2 separate regions of the Manis pentadactyla genome follow, and region 2 is linked to region 1. A link is a contact called in public Hi-C data. All regions are on one chromosome and are shown on one strand. The core of a region is the stretch at or near the end of the contact, and the rest is flanking DNA. Distances in the headings are between cores, read along the strand shown.

The links. Hi-C and Micro-C count contacts between places; a contact is called where the count stands out from the background.
Region 2: a Hi-C map of blood shows a contact between it and region 1, with 3 times the contacts expected there. The contact joins the promoter of IMP3 here to the promoter of MAN2C1 in region 1. A contact is called at or near these places in 2 of 3 Hi-C or Micro-C datasets (blood and skin fibroblasts).

Annotation. Positions count from the first base shown.
Region 1 is chr11:122,276,554-122,280,809 of mManPen7.hap1, forward strand. MAN2C1 (mannosidase alpha class 2C member 1) reads right to left here and starts at 2,168. Exons shown (of 26, transcript XM_036907651.2): 1 at 1,978-2,168; 2 at 1,588-1,713; 3 at 1,029-1,152. The coding sequence starts at 2,078. SIN3A (SIN3 transcription regulator family member A) reads right to left here. Exons shown (of 21, transcript XM_036907639.2): 21 at 3,929-4,256.
Region 2 is chr11:122,524,206-122,528,461 of mManPen7.hap1, forward strand. IMP3 (IMP U3 small nucleolar ribonucleoprotein 3) reads right to left here and starts at 2,248. Exons shown (of 1, transcript XM_036907635.2): 1 at 1,030-2,248. The coding sequence starts at 2,107. The coding sequence ends at 1,553.

The DNA of each region.
Region 1 (4,256 bases), core at 918-3,417:
AAGCTGAAGGAGGCCATGCCCCTCCACCCTCCTCACTCTCAGGTATGGCTAAGATTGATAGATCAGGGACTCCTGGTAGCAGGTGCCCCAACCCCTATGGAGGCCAGTTCCATGACCAGCAAATGGCACCTGTTCACCAGCAGAAAAGCCCCTGGTCTTATGGGAAAGGCCTTGGGCAGGTGTCAGGAACCTTAGGTGTGACATCTGGTGGCCTCTGTACTCAAGTATCTGAAGGGAAATTCTTTGAAGTCAGGGACAGGTTTGCCTCATCCTCTGCTATACCCCTGGTGCTTAACACAGGGCCTAGCCCACAGAGGTCACTCAGGAGACATCTGCTGAGCCAATGAGGGAGGGTTTGCCATCTTTCCATATAGGCAGAACAACAGTCCTGAGACTTAAAAGTTAGTCCAGGTGGATTGGAAGCCGTGTGAACCTGAGTTAAGTGAACTAACCTCTGTATATCTGTTTCTTAACCTGTAATTGAGCATAAAGACTCACCACATAGGATTATAAAGATTAAATCTGATATGGTTGGATGCATAAACAAGACAATAGTTGTTATATTTGGGGAACTGGGATGGGGTTGTAGGGAGAGATCCATTACTTCAGAGGAAGAAGACCTAAATTTTTACTTTTTACTATCCAGAGCTGTTTGAAAGCATATATTACATAAAAGCAGACAATATGGTTTGCAAAGCCACTAGTCTGGCACCTGGCACCTACTAGAGGCCTAATAAATGGATCTGCTATACTTAGTGTTCTTGTACTTGATTAGAAACTATTTTCAGTCCAAATAGGGAGGTGGTCAGTTAGAGGCAGTGTTGGTTTAGCACTATTTGTGTTTGGACCCAGAACCTCGCCATTCAATTTCCCAGTATGAGAAGGACCAACACACAGGGGCCTAAGCAGCAACTTCTCCAGTCCTGAAATCCTGATGCCACACTGCAGGCAGAGCCACTCAGCTGTGGCTTCTCCAGAGACCAAGGCTGACATATGGTCATACCTGTCCCTAAGGCAGGGCACCTCACCTGGACAGGTTCCCCATCACGCCACACCAGACCTTCTCCATCACTTTCCCAGCGCAGATGAACTTCCTGATCCACCCATGCCTCTGGGATAGTCAGCTCAACCCGGAACCAACAGGTCCACCATCTGCAAGAGAGGCACTGAGATGGGCCCGGGGTGGAAGTCATCCTCGACATTCTTCCTTGGCTTCAGGGTCAGCAGGGGCTTGAGACTTTCTCCGAGTATCTGCAGTATCAGTCACATGATATTCTGCTTTGATCCACAAGAACAGAACAACAGGGTGTGAAGCAAGGTGGGGGAAAGAAGCAGAATCAAGGGTCTGTGCCCCTTCCCTAGGGTGCCCTCCCTTAAGGGGTGTCCAGGGACTGGGAGGATAAAATGAAAACTTCCCCACGAGTACTGAGACCAGGGAGCTGCTCCCAGCAGAGGGTGCTGCTCCGCCGCAAGAGGCTGTCTAGGGCAGAGGTCTGGCAACGGAGGTGTGGCCCTAAGAAGTCAGCGGGCCAAGAAGGGACCCTACCCTTCCGCCCGCCGTCCCGCCCTGCTCCGGGTGTTACCCACGTGGGCCCGAAGCTGTCGCCGACGTGTGCGGGGCGGAAGTCCTGCCGGACTGCCTCTTGGTAGGGGAGCCTCTCGGGCGTCAGGAAGCTGGAGAGCGCGGCCACCGGGCAGCTGTCCCCGAAGAGCCTGGGAGAGAGGGGCCTGTGGGCACGCGCTCTAGGCCATCCCCTTTCCGCCGTGGACCAGCCGCCGGATGGAGACGCGCGTCCTCCCGATCCACTGCCCCACACAGCACAGCCCTCCTCGACCCCTTCCTCCCGGGTTCCTGCCCCGTCCGCGCCGGGCACTTTGTCTTTCGGCCCTGGTGGCCGAAGCCTCGGTTTCCCTCCGGAAGGGAAGGCGGAGGAGCACGGATGCGGCCGACTGGCGCCCAGGGCGAGGGGACCCCACCTGCCGCGGAGGTTACAGTCGGTAAAGTAGAGCGGCGAGACGAATTTCTCCACCCGCTCCAGGGTAGTGCGCCAGTGCTTCAGGGCCGGCGCCGCCGCCATCGCCACGCGCCCGCCCCGTTCTCCGGAAGCTCCTGGAGCTGCCGCAGCGGCCCAGGGCCTGCAACCAAAGGTTCCGGCTTTCAAGGGCGCCTTCCGCCCCGGGGAGCTTTCCTGGGAACACCGGCAGCTCTCGGAAGCCCGGCCGCTCTGGACTTCTGAGCTGGGACACTGGAAGTTGAAAACCGCGCTTCCGGGGCGGCTTCCCTGTATCTTCTCCCAGCTAGTAGGCCACCGGGCAAATCCCTAAATATAATGGCAAGTTTGATGCCCAGATTCTCCCAATGTCTCAGGAGACGGGGAACCATTAGGCATGATAGGCGAAAGCCTCGGCTGCCGCCACGCTTGTCATCAAGCTTCAGAAGCAAGCGGTAACCCCCTTGCTCCCCAGTCTGTTTCACCTGTGGCTCTGGTTATCTGAAAAACCTGCCTTCTTAACATATAAAGAACGGGCGCCAGGGATAGGGGCTTTCAAGGTGATGGGTGGTCACAGAGTTGAGAGGGGTTTGCTACCCCAGTAGTAACCTGTTTCCTCTACTACATATTATATGTAGGTGGGCAACTGTTGCCCATCACCAGAAACTGCAAATATTTTGATTTGAGATGGCAGATCAGAGTCAAAACATTCAAGATCCTAATGGAAGAATGTATTTTACCACACAGAGACTGAAAGCCCTAATTCCAGAAACACCTCCAATTTCATCCTGTTACCCTAGCTGTACTCTGAACATAACCCTGTGCAGGGACAGCAACAGCTGGGGCCGCCCTGGTAAGGCCCCATCAATTTTCCCCATAATTCCAAGTCAACATGATCTTTCTTGAGCAGAGAGTTATTGCTGGGAAGACATGAATTATCTTCCCCAACCCCAATATGTATCACTCCACCTCCAAATCAGGGACTGCCCCCCAGCTTTGCCCTAAATCTTCCACAAGGCTATTTTGCCAACATACACTTTTGGGCTCAGTCTCCGGTCCGTGACAACAGAACAGTCTAAAATTGGAGAAGTCTACAGTGTTTCGAAAATCTACAAGCCAGAAAATTTTGTGGGTTTTGGGGATTTTTAATTAAAAAGCAAAACCACATAAAACACTGTTGGTTACTTTGTAACTATTACTAGGGTAATGGTTGCTGGAGAAAAATCCACCAGAACACTGGGAGGGTTTAGATGGTCTTTGTTCAAAGCCCAGAATGACTACATATAAATACCTAGTCACTCCTGTTTAACTGTCTGCCAGTCTGTTTACGATATAAAAAAATATATATATATTCTATTTATAGTTGCTAATGAAATGTATCAAATCTTCTCCCTCCCAACCCCAATTATACCACATGCCTTGTATATTACTGCTTTCAAATACTGGTTTGGTATTTGTTTGCCTTAATTTCCTATAAGGTTAAGAAAAAATAGAGAATACAAACTATATAGCCAGACAACTTACCCAAATATGAAATATTTCCAAACAGTTTAAATAAGGAGAAAAAACATGTACTAAAATAAGTTTCCTACTTTCAAAGTTTGGAATATTTTCATTTGGGCCAAGTCTGATTGACTATTAGCTACATAAAGTAAAATCCTATTTGCACAATGGATAAGGAGCTGAAGCCCAAACCTCTGCTTCACAACAGTTCTCTGGTGAGGACAAGGGACTTGGGTTGAGAATTTATTCCTTAAGAACCAAGCTTTATTTATTTACAAAAAAAATGTTGGGGCAAGGGGGAAGACAAGTTTTACACAAAAGTACTACAACAGTAACTCCCTTTGGTAAAAAGTGTAATAAATGTCTTGTACATCTGTTCATAGGTCCTAAATCTGAAGCCACATAGAACTATGGTACACAAGAAGCTAGAGCAGTTATGCTAGCACATCAAAGCATATTTCTTTTAATAAAAAATTGACAGTATGTACATTATTTACACACAAAAAAGGAAAACCAAGTTAAAATGTGTGTGTGTGTGTGTGTGAGAGAGAGAGTAAAGCTGGTGGATGGCACTAGGGTAGACTAGTTAAGAAGCAGGTACAAAACAGTTCCACGGGAGCTAAAAAGGACAACTGAATTGAACTTGTTGAGGTTGAGAACCAGAGGACAGAGGAAGGGTAGGCAGCAAGGGATTCGTCAGATATCAAATCCACAAGATGATCAATCCCAAAGCCAACTGCACTTCCCACATAAAAACTAATG
Region 2 (4,256 bases), core at 998-3,497, 250 kb after region 1:
TGGTTGTGCTTCATCGTAAGGACAGCCAATAATTTAACCGGTATCCTTAGGGCACATTTTCAATTTTTCCCTTTTAACACTGCTGTGAAGATCCCTGTAATTAATTTTTTGCAAATATCCATAACTTACTTATGCTAAATTCTTCAAAGTGGCATTTCTAGGTCAGAGGGTATATATACTTTTAAGGTTTGTTATGTACCAATTTGCCCTCCTACGCACTGTGTATACACATTTTTTAATCCATTAGGCTCTTTTCTTGTAACATGTCTGGCTCCCTGTATTTATTTTGTGGCCCAAGGAGGGAAAGGAGGAAAGAGCTAAGCACCACTTAAGGCAATCTTGGGCAATGTGATCCATTTCTGCCTCAATTCCCTCATCTGAAAAGTAGAGAATAATTGGATTCCCCACTTCGTAGGATTGTAGGGAGGATTAAATAGACTAATAAACATAATGTACTTAAAACTATGCCCAACATACAGTAGTGGCATTTACCACCATTCCCAGTGTTACCTTCCCTTCACTGTTTCTTCAGCAAATGCTGCCTTTCACCTTAGCAAATGAAGACACATGTAAAAGCCAATCCATTGGTCTTGGCAGTCTATTTATTCTTCTTGTATAAGTATTTGCTATAATGAGGTAGTTTCCCCACTCTCCCTCCCAGTTCTCTACCGCTCCTAAAAACATCTTAAGTCTCCAGGAACCTCCTGGGTCACTTCTAACCACTAGATGGCCGAGCTGTAGGGTGATTATTTCCTTAGGCAAGCAAACATTTGAGCCTCTAATACGGTATTTCCTGGGGCTGGAATATCAACAGGAAATTCTGTGGGAAAGAGCTCTGCCAAAACACTCATTCCAAGGAAGGGAATGGTAAACTGATCAATTTGCCTAGGCCTGTGCTACATCCTGTAACCTCCACATGCAGTCGGGCTGCAGGCTCACCCACAGGCAGGTCGCTCTGACCAGTCCTCTGGGTTACTGAGCCAAGGAGCCCAGATGTGACCTTCTGTGAGAGAACCAGACATACAAAAATTCGCACTTCCAAAGCAGCTGGGCCATTTATTGGCATTTGGAAAACACTTCTTTAAACGAGGGGGAGGGGGACCCTTGAGACTCAAGTCTCACCCATTTTCATGAAAACTTGCGACCTAACTCTCCATCATCTGTACACAGCTTAATCATGAACAGGAGCCAAGTATTCATGTTAAATAACCTGAACCAAACGTCCCACCACAAAATAATAAAGGCAAAGCTGCGGGGAGGGCAGGGGCGCAACGTCCGCGCCCTACACTGCCATGTTTCAAACACAAAAGAACCTAACAATTCCTCAGTGTAGAACAAAACCGCTTCCCACTGTCTCTTCAGGCAGTCATTTAGTTATCAACAGTCCAAGAGGTAAGAAAATTTCGGGGGGGACAGGGGCGTACCCTTCGGCTCTGTGCGTGGACTTGCAGCCGAGGGGCCAAGTCCTTTCCTGGGGAGAGCGCCCTGAGAATCCCACGCATCAGGTCTCGGCTTTCCGTCTATAAAATGCAGCCGTGGGGGGCAACGCCCACTAGGCCTCCAGGTCGAAGTCGTCGCGCTCCTCGTTGTACTCCAGCACGTGCCGCTTGATCTTGGACGAGTCAACCCAGGTGACGTAGTCCTCCATGCTGCGCGTGACAAGGAAGGCGGGGTCGGTGACCACGTCCGGGCCCACGCGCACGTGGCCCTGCTCCACGAAAGCCACGGCGGCCTGGAGGTGCTGCGCCATGCGCAGTTTAAGGAGCACGGTGGGCAGGCGGCGGCGGCAGAAAGATGAGGCCGTGACGAAGTCGCAAAGCTCCAGCGAGCCGCGCGTGGGCACCAGGCCGAGGGCATACAGCTTGTCCAGCAGCGCGGCCGAAGCGCGCACACGAAACGGGTCTCTCTCGGGCAGGTCGCGCAGGCGCCGCGCCAGCTCACGCACGGCACGGCTCAACTGGTTGTAGCGCGTGTAGTCCTCGCGCCGCTGCAGCCGATAACGCCGCAACACGCGCAGCTCGTGCAGATTGTGGTCGGTGACCTCCCAGTTCAGGAAGTCCACCTGCTTCAGCAGCTTCTGCTCGTGGAACTTAAGCTTCCGCACCATGATGGCGACTCCGGGTGCCTCAAGGCTGGAGGCTGAGGGCGCCTTTCCCAGCCGGGGAGACTTCCGCCCCAGCGCCCGAGGGCCCGGGGAACCCTGGGCCAATGAAAGAGAGGCCCAGTGCCACGCCCTCGATCTCCATTGGTCAGAGTGGGGTTTCGCTTCACATCTGTATCTCGCGTTTCTTCTCTTCACATTCGCGAGGGGAGGAGCATCTGAGGCGCCTGAGGGGGGCGGGGCCCGAGGGGCGGGGCCCGAGGCAAGTCTGCGCGGACCTTACTTTGCAATACCTTCCTGGTCTGATCATGCCTCTAGTTCATCGTTTTTCTGCCTTTCAAGGACTCTCAGAAGAGTCTCCCCGACAGGAACTAAAGAGGCCCGTTCCGGGCAGGAGGGGTGACCGCCGCGCTGGTTTGATTGGGTTTACTGTGTTGACTGACCGTTGGGAGCCTCCCATTTCGTGGGGAGCCGCCTCGAGCTGGGGGTCCCCGCCGCTCGCCAGCGCAGGGCTTCCGCCAGGCGGGCGAACGGTTCCCCCCTGCCAAGTGGGGCTGGGCGCCGCCGAACCTATGAAATACTGATTCCCGGGCCACTTCCTTCACTCAAAGGGACTCGGGGTCTACACGGGAGCCACCTGAAACCTGTATTGCTAACAAGAACGCCAGGTGATTCATAAAACCCAGCAAGTGCGAGAAACTGGGATATCAAGTGCAAGTCCTGATCCTTAGTCTGAGCTCAAACGAATCAGCCTGACAGGGTGGATTTCTGGTCATCGAGTATTGAGTTCACAAATTTCACGTGGTGTCGGCTAGTTGTATCTATAAATTATACCTGAGTGCAGTGATACAGGGCTCTCGCCTCTCTATTTGCCCAGGCCTTTGACGCCACCTAGCTTCTTGTCTGATCATTTTGTTTTATTTCTGTATACATTTCATTGTCTTTTTAAATATAATACTTGCTATATGGAAAATAATGTAAGTAGCATATGTTAATTATAAAGTATAATGAATACTTATGAACTGAATAGGCAGTTTATGAAAACGTCATAAGGACATTTCAACTACCTATTCCAGCCGCCTTCCAGTCAGAGGTAAAGTACCTACTCTCCTAAATTTTATATTTACTTTTCCCTTTTGTTTCAAAAGAAAAATAGTTTTATCATTAAACATGCATCCCTAAATATATTGAGAACCTTCTAACTCAAAGTATAGCCTTACTCAAAGCAGAGAGCTTGTTGGAAATGCAGAATTTCAGGCTCCATTCCTGACCTACAGATAGAGAATCTGCATTTAACAAGATCCCCAGGTAATGTGTATATACACTGGCATTTGAGAAGTGTTGCTTAGAAAAGATCACACCATATGGGGTTTATTATATGTAGCTGTAGTTTTTTTTTATTACTGCATAATATTCCATCATTTGGCTCTATCCAAGTTATTAATCATTTTTCCTGTTGGAATTTTTTGGAAGGAACTATTTTTAGCAGTGCTACTGACATTCTTATAGGTCTCCTGTTGGATTAAGCAGTGGCTTCTGGTATACCTCTTGGAACAGAATTGCTGAGTTGTAAAGTATGTGCATGTTCACCCTTACTAGATATTGCTAAATTGTTTTCCAAAGGGGTTGTGCCAATTTATACTCCTCTGGCAGTGCATGAGAATTACTCCCTTTGCTCCTCATTCTCACCAATGCTGTTTGTTCATTTTTTTTAAAGATGTTTGCCAATCTGGTGAGTGTGTGATAGTATTTCATTGTGATTTTAATTTGCATTTCTCTTATAAATAAAGGTTTCATACGTGTTTCCTCCTCTATGTAATGCATCTTCATGTCTTTTGTTTATTTTTCTATTGGATTGTGAGGTAAGTGGAATAATGGCCCACCAAAGACTTCCACCCAGAACCTGTTAATATGTTACCTCACATGACAAAAGGGGTTTGGCAAATGTGATTAATATAGGGATCTTGAGATGGTGAGATTATTCTGGATTATCTGGATCAGTCCCATGTAATCACAAGGGGCTTTATAAGTAAAAGAGGGAGTTGGAAGAGTCAGAGGTGATGGGATGATGAAAGCATAAGTCTGATGTGATTGCTGGCTTTGAAGATGAAAGGGGCTAGGAGCAGAGGAATGTGGGCAGCCTCTAGGAGTTAGA